2 separate regions of the Triticum aestivum genome follow, and region 2 is linked to region 1. Evidence: chromatin contacts called from public Hi-C data. All regions are on one chromosome and are shown on one strand. Each heading gives the region's core, a stretch centred on a gene start, on an enhancer-like site or on the middle of the called end of the contact. The rest is flanking DNA. Distances are from core to core; before and after follow the strand shown. Region 1 holds the start of LOC123088201 (spastin). Region 2 holds the start of LOC123088202 (LRR receptor-like serine/threonine-protein kinase SIK1).

Evidence for each region. Hi-C and Micro-C count contacts between places; a contact is called where the count stands out from the background.
Region 2: a Hi-C map of leaf shows a contact between it and region 1, with 2.7 times the contacts expected there. The contact joins the promoter of LOC123088202 here to the promoter of LOC123088201 in region 1. A contact is called at or near these places in 2 of 5 Hi-C or Micro-C datasets (both in leaf).

Annotation. Positions count from the first base shown.
Region 1 is chr4A:695,091,919-695,096,166 of IWGSC CS RefSeq v2.1, reverse strand. It overlaps LOC123088201 (spastin), which reads right to left and starts at 1,966. Exons shown (of 13, transcript XM_044510392.1): 1 at 1,547-1,966; 2 at 1,362-1,453; 3 at 992-1,017; 4 at 277-517; 5 at 95-190; 6 at 1-27. The coding sequence starts at 1,947.
Region 2 is chr4A:695,615,633-695,619,880 of IWGSC CS RefSeq v2.1, reverse strand. It overlaps LOC123088202 (LRR receptor-like serine/threonine-protein kinase SIK1), which reads right to left and starts at 2,020. Exons shown (of 28, transcript XR_006441744.1): 1 at 1,496-2,020; 2 at 1,064-1,135; 3 at 731-802; 4 at 498-569; 5 at 129-200.

The sequences.
Region 1 (4,248 bases), core at 717-3,216:
TCCCCGGAGGACCAAAGAGAAGCAGCCCTGAAGAATAGTTATGAATTTTAGAAAAGATCCAGAGAAGGGAAACCTTCAGCACAAACAAGTTTACCTTTCGCAGGCCTCCGAAGACCAGTGAATAAATCCCTTCGCTTAGTAGGTAAGATAACCATTTCCATGAGTGCTTGCTTTGCTTTGTCCAGACCAGCTACAGATCAAACCAGAGAATAATGACACCATGATTAATAACTGGGCTTGAGCCAGAACACACAAAGAAAGTCAATGGTTGCATACCAACATCATCCCATCTGACAGATGGACTTCTATCCACGATTGTTGTATTTATCATTTCAACAAGCTTGTCATCATCCTTTCCACCAGCTCTTTGCACTGGCTTGGATCCACCAACGCTATTCTTCTGATGAGAGGATGCTTGACCACCTCTGTTAAAGGTGGGGTTAGACTGCAAAGCTGACTTACGGGAGCTAGTTGATGCTAGTCTCTCAGGCCTATTTACTTGATTGTTTGTAACAACCTGCAGAGATAGCGCACATTGTAATGGAGGAGTTTTCGACCAATGCACTCGCTGCAAAGTACTCCCTAAAAAGAAAATACACTTAATAACCTCAATATATAACTATGTAACCCAGGCATCTAGCTAGCTTTCCTTTTCTTAAAACAACTTATTTTGATCAATGTTGGCTACCGCACGTAACAAGTACTCAAGTAGATACATTATACTAGCATTCCTAATCGTAAGGATTCACAAGAACAACATATCCATAGCGAGCAGACTTGGATTGATAAAGTAGGACTGCAGCAGTACCAAATCAACAGATCAGTAAAACGCTGTTAACCGGGAAGGAAGCAAATAACATGCCGCAATCGTTTTCACTTAAATGCTAGGTACAAATCAATTCAGAATGTATCAAATAGAGACTAGACAGTTGAAGCTACCAGGCAAAACATGTACCACGTGTAAAAATTCAACACTAGTAGAAGCTTATACCTTCTTAGGGACTGGTGCAGCCGCTCCTACAATACCAGAAAAAATGAAACAGAGTTAAATCCAACTAATTGAAGTCGACAATTGCAATAGTAAGGAAATGTATGAACTCGCAATGAATTATAGTCCACAATTGCAAAAGTAGGGAAATGTACAATTCACTAATGGAAACATATAGGTATTTACCCCTAAATTCACACAATTATGAAGTGATTAACACAACAAACTACAGCTATGCCCACAAGAATGTTGGCTGCTTCTAATGTTTCTGGACTGAGAAGTGCACACACATCGCTGAACAAGTTTCACATGCGCACAAATTTGAGAAGCCAGCAAAACTGGGGAGGAAACGAAGAGGAGCGGAGAGGCTCACCACTCCTCCGGCCGAGCACCCTGAGCCGCTCCTCCACCTGCGTCTGCCACTTGGCGATCTTGTCCTGGTACACCCTCACCTGGCCCCTCTCGCTGCAAACCACCACACAGCACATCAATCAGCGACCTCAATCAAACCTAATCAAGTAGTAACCCGCAGCGGAGGGAGGGAATCAGAGAGGGGACCTGGAGGAGACGGCGTCGGGGACGCGGGCGGCCTTGGCCTCGAGCATGACGCGGAGGGCGTTGCGGTAGTGCGCCTCGGCGTCGTCGGGGAGGCCCCACTCCTCGGCGCGCACGGCCTTGTCGATCTCCTCCTTGGCCAGCTCGAAGTAGCCGCGCAGCTTCACGGCCACGCGCTCCCCCACCACGGCCGCCGCCGACGGCGCCGCGTCCATGGGCGGCGGCGCGAAGAGGAGCGACGAGAGGGAGTCCGCGAGCGCGCGGAGGAAGCTCATGCGCCGGCGCGGGGGAGCATCGTCGGAGATTCGCCGGAGGAGTGGGGATGGGGGAGGTTTGCGTGGGGCCTTGGGGTTGTTGGGGGAGGGAGAGGCCGGAGAGGAGTCTAGTCCCCCCGCGGCACGCATCTCCTCCGTGGGCTGACGCTGCCGTTTCTCGGGCCGGATGGTATCTTTCGTCCGGTTAACTTCACACTGTTGTTCTGGCCCGAAAGACATGTCCGCACTCTCGGCCCAGCCTACCCCAGATGGGCGCGATCCTATTGGGCGCCTAGGTCGCCAAATAGCCTAAAAGGTATTTACTTTTTTCTTTTTTTGATGGGACATACAGGCATTTTCAATACCCGTTTTTTTTCGTTTTTTGGTTTTTTAGGGAAAGCCTAATCTTTATTAATCAAAGACCACAAAATGTGGGATAACAGTTTCGTCATGAGGTTGGCCAAACCACACATGACTCCCAGGTGCTAAATTGAAAGCAAATCTAGCTAACCTATGAGCTTCTACATTACTCGGCCGACTTCCAAAAATGAATTTACAGGAAAAAGAAGTACACATCCATTTCTGTTCGCTACAGGAACTGAACAAATGTTGGACTGCTTCTCGTTGATTATCTGCAGTTCACTGATGAATCTCGTAGTGAAGGAGTATATTGATTACAGACTTTGGAAAACACCCTCATGAATTGCCTTTCTTCTTGTTGTCCATATAGCCCATAAAGTGACAGCAAGCTTCACAAAATGTTCATGTGATAACGCGTCAATCTGAGAAAAAAGCTAGTGCTTTGCATGTTGCTTTGAATTCGAGATCAAAGACTGCACAAGTTCCTCGTCCACCAGTGCCCAAGTGCATCTTGCCATTGTACACTGCAGCAGGGAGTGTTGCCAAGAATTAGGAGAACCACAGAGACCGCACATAGATGTGTTTGACATGTGTCGGTGAGCACGAACATCTTTCATTGGCAGAGATTGCTTGGACAGCCTCCATAGGAACATCCTTACTTTTGCTGGGACTTGAGTATTCCACAACATTTTCCAATGCTTTTCCTCTCCCCTGATACCCGACGAGTCCGCTGAACTTTCAAGCCATGCCTCCCTTCGACGTCTAGTAGCAACCAACATGTTGTAGGCTGATTTGACTGAAAATTGTCCATTTTTCTCAAAGTGCCAACACCAAAAATCAGGAACATTTCTAGTACAGAGTGGGATTCCAACTATTATCTTTGCATCGAAGGGAAGGAATACCTCGCGTAACTTCTACATGTTCCAGGATGCTGTTGTCAGGTCAATAATCTCTGCTACGTGCTAAGGCGCCATGCATCCATATGGTTTGAGCATCTCATCCCTTGGCAGCCAATTCTCTGTCCAGATCAATGTGTCCTCCCCATTGCCAATTCTCTTGATAAGTCCTTGCGCGAGGGTGTCCCTACCATCAACAATTGCTCTCCAAATTTGGCTTGGGTGGGATCCCAAATGAGCATTCAAAATTGTTGACCCCGGAAAGTAAACACTCTTTAATATCCAGGCACTCAGAGAACCAGGGTTCTGCAATAAACACCATGCTTGCCTGGCTAACAAGGATAAATTGAAAAGCTCTATATATTTAAAACCTAAGCCTCCCATGCCTTCGGTTGCATCATCTCTTTCCAAGACACCCAATGTGATTTGCGTTGGCCATTTTTGCTACCCCACCAAAACTTCCGTAGAGCATGTTGAGATGTTCACATAGCCCTCTTGGTAGCCTAAATCATGACATGGAATATACTGGCACGGCCTGGTCCACGGCTTTCACTAACACTTCTTTACCTGCCATTGATAATGTTTCTCAATCCATCCCTGGATCTTACTCCATAAACGGTCCTTTAAGTACTTGAAAGCTCCACTCTTTGATGAGCCAATGTCAGAGGGCATGCCTAAGTGCTTTTCATTCAGTCTCATTGGGTACATTTAGCACTCCCTTTATCTCATGTCTTGCATTGTCCGAGACCCCTTTACTAAAGAAAATGGATGACTTTGTATAGTTGATTCGCTAACCTGTAGCTTGACAGTAAATATCCAAAACCTGGTACCTCAGTAGCTCCCATACCATTTTCCTTGAAGAACAACAGACTGTCATCTGCAAATAAAAGATGGTTTACCGGTGGCGCCGAGGGTGCCACTTGTATTCCACTTAGGTTAGATGACTCACTTCTTGATTTTAGGAGGCATGACAGGCCCTCTGCTGCTAACAAAAACAAGTATGGGAATATTGGGTCCCCTTGTCGGATTCCTCGTGATGGTGTAAACTCCTGTAATTTCTTTCTGTTGAACATTACTGAAAATTTCACCGAGCTCACCAGATTCATAACAATATCAACCCACTTTGTGGTGAAGCCCAGCTTCAACATAATAGCTCAGAGATAGGGCCATTTCACCCTATTGTATGCCTTCATCA
Region 2 (4,248 bases), core at 771-3,270, 520 kb before region 1:
AACACTTTTAAGGCAGTATGCATACTGTAACACAAAAGGGTAGGTAAGAAGAGGAAGATCATCAAGTTTGCCAAAGAATCCAACAATAAGTAGAGTCACGAGGAATGAAAGGTAACTAGGAAACTCACAAGATTTTGAGATTTGGAATCTGGGACAGTGTGGAAGGGATGGGTCCCGTGAGCTGGTTGTTCTTCAGAATCCTGCAGCCAGAGTAAAGAGAAAAGTAAACATCTTAACTGAAGCACTCTAAACCATAGAAACTTGACAGCAATCCATAAGCCACAGTGAATCAAAACTCAAACTAGTTTCACAGCAATATTTCTGTTATAACCCCAAACCATGCTTTGCGCCCCAAAAATGTCCATAAAAACAGATAAAAGCAAGTAGCCTATCATTCATTGGTATAACCCAAAACAAAAAGTGATCAAATTCTCAGAAGAAGGCATGGCTGTGCCAAAAGGACAGGCAAGATAAACAAATGATGATCCAGTGCTTACAGATCCTCGAGTTGCTTGAGCTTGGAGATGGAGAAGGGGATGTCTCCATACAGCAGGTTGAAGGACAAATCCCTGTATCACACACACACATACACACGCAAGAAGAGGCACAGGTCAACTATAAAAATACTACTGGTACTAGCAAGAACCATATCCATCTCTACAGCAAAAAGGTGGGAGGGAGTATAGTACTAAGTAGGACAATAAAAGAAGACCCGGATTGGGTGGCGTACAAGTATTTTAAGGAGACGCAGTCCCCAATCTCGTCTGGGATTTGGCCTGTGAGCTTGTTCCCCTTGAGATCCCTGCACAAGCAAAGCAAAGCAAGCAAATCATTATTAGGGCCGAGATAAATTAATCAAATCAAGGAGGGTGTGGTAGGCTGGTAGGCTTGATATATAAAATAGTATAGAAGCTTTGTCACATCACGGCATGAGGGGTCAAATCGGATGGATATTTTAAAGAAGGAGAGAGAGGGGGATGGGAAGATTCAGGCGCCGTCAAATGCACAAAATCTTAAGAAGATGCAAGGGGAGGGGGGAGTGGTGGTGCGCTGTGCTGCTTACATGAACTGTAGGGCCTTGAGCTCCCCTATCGCCGGCGAGATCTCCCCACCCAGGTTCAGATTTGACAGGTTCCTGCATATATATATTTTTCATGGAGGAAATCAATCACTCGTCAGAGATAAATAATAGTACTCGAGGACACTTAAGTAGCGAAACAAACAGAGGATCATTTGTTGTGCGAGAACGAACCGAGGGGATAATCGGTCCCCTGAGAAAGAGAAAGCACATTTATTTTGTTTTCAGATGTGCAGCAGGAGCAAGCAGCAAGTTTTCAAAGAGCAAGCGAGCATTCACAGACAAGAAAGAGGGACGGCCAAGAATCGAACGGCGGAAAGAGAAAAGAAAAAGGCAAAGGTAAACACTTGTCATGGCGCCGCAATGCCAGCCGGAGGAGCACAAGAAGAAGAGGGGAGGGAGGAAGGGGGCACGTACAGGGAGAGGACGGCGAAGGAGTTGGCGTCGCAGGCGACGCCCCGCCAGGCGCAGTGGTCGCGGCCGCCGTCCCAGTCGGCGAGCGCGTTGGCGGCGTTGCCGAAGCCCGCCTTGAGGGCCATCAGCGCCGCCCCGTCCCCTCCCCCTCCATCTCCCTCCTCCGCCGCAGCCGCCGCCAACAACAGCCCAAGAACCACCACCAACGCCACCACCCTCGCCGCCCACCGCCGCAACGACGACTGCGCCATTCCGACGAGCAGCTTCCCTCCGTCGACTGCTCACTCGCTACGGGGCCAAGAAACCTCCTCTCCGGACGACCGCGGAAGCCACTACCACCACTGCTCCACCACCACCGCCGCCGCCGCCGCTCTTGCTCCCAGACCCAGTCCCATCTGGTGAATGGATGGATGGATGGATGGAGTGGATGGGGAGCGAGTCGGAGGGGGAGGGGGAGGGGGGGCAATGTATTTGTCGTGGCTGGCGACGGACGGACGGATGGCGACGTGACTGTGGTTGCTTTCGGGGGGCTGCAGGGGCAGCAGAGCCAGCGCGGGTGGTGTGGTGCCAAGAGAGAGAGAGCGAGGGGAGCGAGGAGGCGGGTAAGGCTGGCGCTGCGGGGCCCACCGTGTCAGCGAAGATGGCCAGCTATACGTCGTGTACGAGCGTGGATCTCCCGTTCCCTTTCGAACGCCCGCCTGTTGCCTGCCCCCCGCGGCTTTTACCGCGACGATGACATGCGGGCCCCGGCGGGCCCGGTGGCCAGGCTGTGTAGGTAGTAGATTGGTGGGCTGCGATTAGGCGGGCCGGGCCCGCGCGTCGGTGATTACCACCGGGGTTTAGGGGGGAGGGGGTTATGGTTGAGAAGGCCTGGTTCGCGCGCGAAACGGGATTGGCTCCCGTGGGCTGCCTTCCGCGGCGGCTGCGGGTGGGCCCGGCTTGGGGTTTAAGGGCGGGCGGGTTTGGACGACGGGGAGGGAGCCGGGGTCATGCGGCGGCCGTGACGGACGGCGACGGACCGGCCCTGCATCGGTCGACGGATCTCAAGGTGAGGTGAGATCGACGGCGTGATCGATGGAAGGTGGGTGAAGGAGGTACGAGCGTGCATGAATGTTGCGTGGCCCATCAGAATCACAACGGCCACGTCCACGGCGGGTGGGCTGGGTTGCCTTAATAACTGGCTGGGGCTTGGATTGAGTGTGGTTCGTTAGACGATCATGTACTACTACGTAGTGAAGAAGGTTCGGCTCACCGCAATAGCGCACAAGGACAGGTACTGCACTCTAAGCACACACTTCTGTCGATAGATAAGTCGTCTCCAAGTTGTGCTCCCTCTGTATTAATGATCTAAATGCTTTCATATTTCTTTTTTTTTTTTAAAAAATCACCGGGAAAGGGAGTTCCTCCACCTGAATATATTACTCAAAGTGACCAAAATGCCAGAGGAGTGATTCAGTTTATAAGAAAAACCGGATCGAAAACCTTAACAAATTGACCCGATTATAAGGAAAACCGGTCTGAAAACCGTACAAGGCACGACCAAGCTAGCAGACATAAGACTATCACCACGAGAGACGCAAGTAGATATGGGGTGTCGTCGGGAGATCACAATACCAACACTTTGCAAACAGCCGAACGCATGGCGAGCATACCAGCCCCCATTGGCACAACTCAGGAGTATCCACAATCAACGAGTGTCATCCCAGACACGAACCTCGACTGGGGCTCCGCCACAGAAAATCGGAACGATTAGCAAGTTTGAAAGGCATCTTGCGCCAACCTTGAGCAAAGATGAGGCGAGACAACACCAGGAGCACTAAGCGACGCAACACAACGACAACCATAAGAGGGTCTTGAGCAAACAGGAGCGACCGAGTCCACACCCGGACGAAAAGTCACACACTGCCGAGGCTACATCACAACAACGGCACCGCCGGCGAAGCCGAAGGGCATCAAGGAGCCGAGTCTACACTCAGAACGCTTCACCGTGCACACCAGCGCAAGCCGGCCACGCCACCACCACCTACAGCAGGCATCCACCACCACATCACACACCATCGTCAACCCCAGTCGGCCGCACAAACACACCACCAGCCGCACCTCCTTCATCCACACACACCAACACCAGCCGGAGTTTGTGTTTCCAAGATGGCGCCTCCAAGAAGGGAATGATGCCAGAGACACCGCCGCCACCCGATCCGGCAAGCCCGACCATAGGTTTTCACCCGAAAACAACGAAACAGGAGGTTTGCGGCTGAAAAACAGCTCCACGGCGGCACCTCTGCGAGGAAAACGACAGCCACAGCCGTCGTTGCTGCGAGCGTCGACCAAGTCGACCCAGAAATTTGCATCTGGAGCGTGAGCAACCAACAAACCACGACGGCATCTTCAGGCGCATGCTGCCCGGATCTTGCAAGGCCACATCGCCGCCCGCCGGATCTAGGCAGAAAATAGTCTGCCCCATGGAGCACAGGAACATCCAGGGGCGCGCCTCCCCGGGCTGGAGCAGCCGCTCGCCGGAGAAGCCGAGGGCCTCCGCAAGATGCAGTGGTGCACAGAGGCAGGCCGGATCGAGACAACGCCGAAGGAAAGGAGCAGGCCAGCCCCCGACGCACCCGAGAAGGACGAGGTGGATCTAGGTGCCAGCGCCAACCCCGCCATCCCCGACACCTAGCAGACCACGGGGCGCTCGAGCAGCAACACCTCGTCGTCGATGGTGAGGCAGGCCACCGGAGCCGGACGAGCCGAATCCGAGG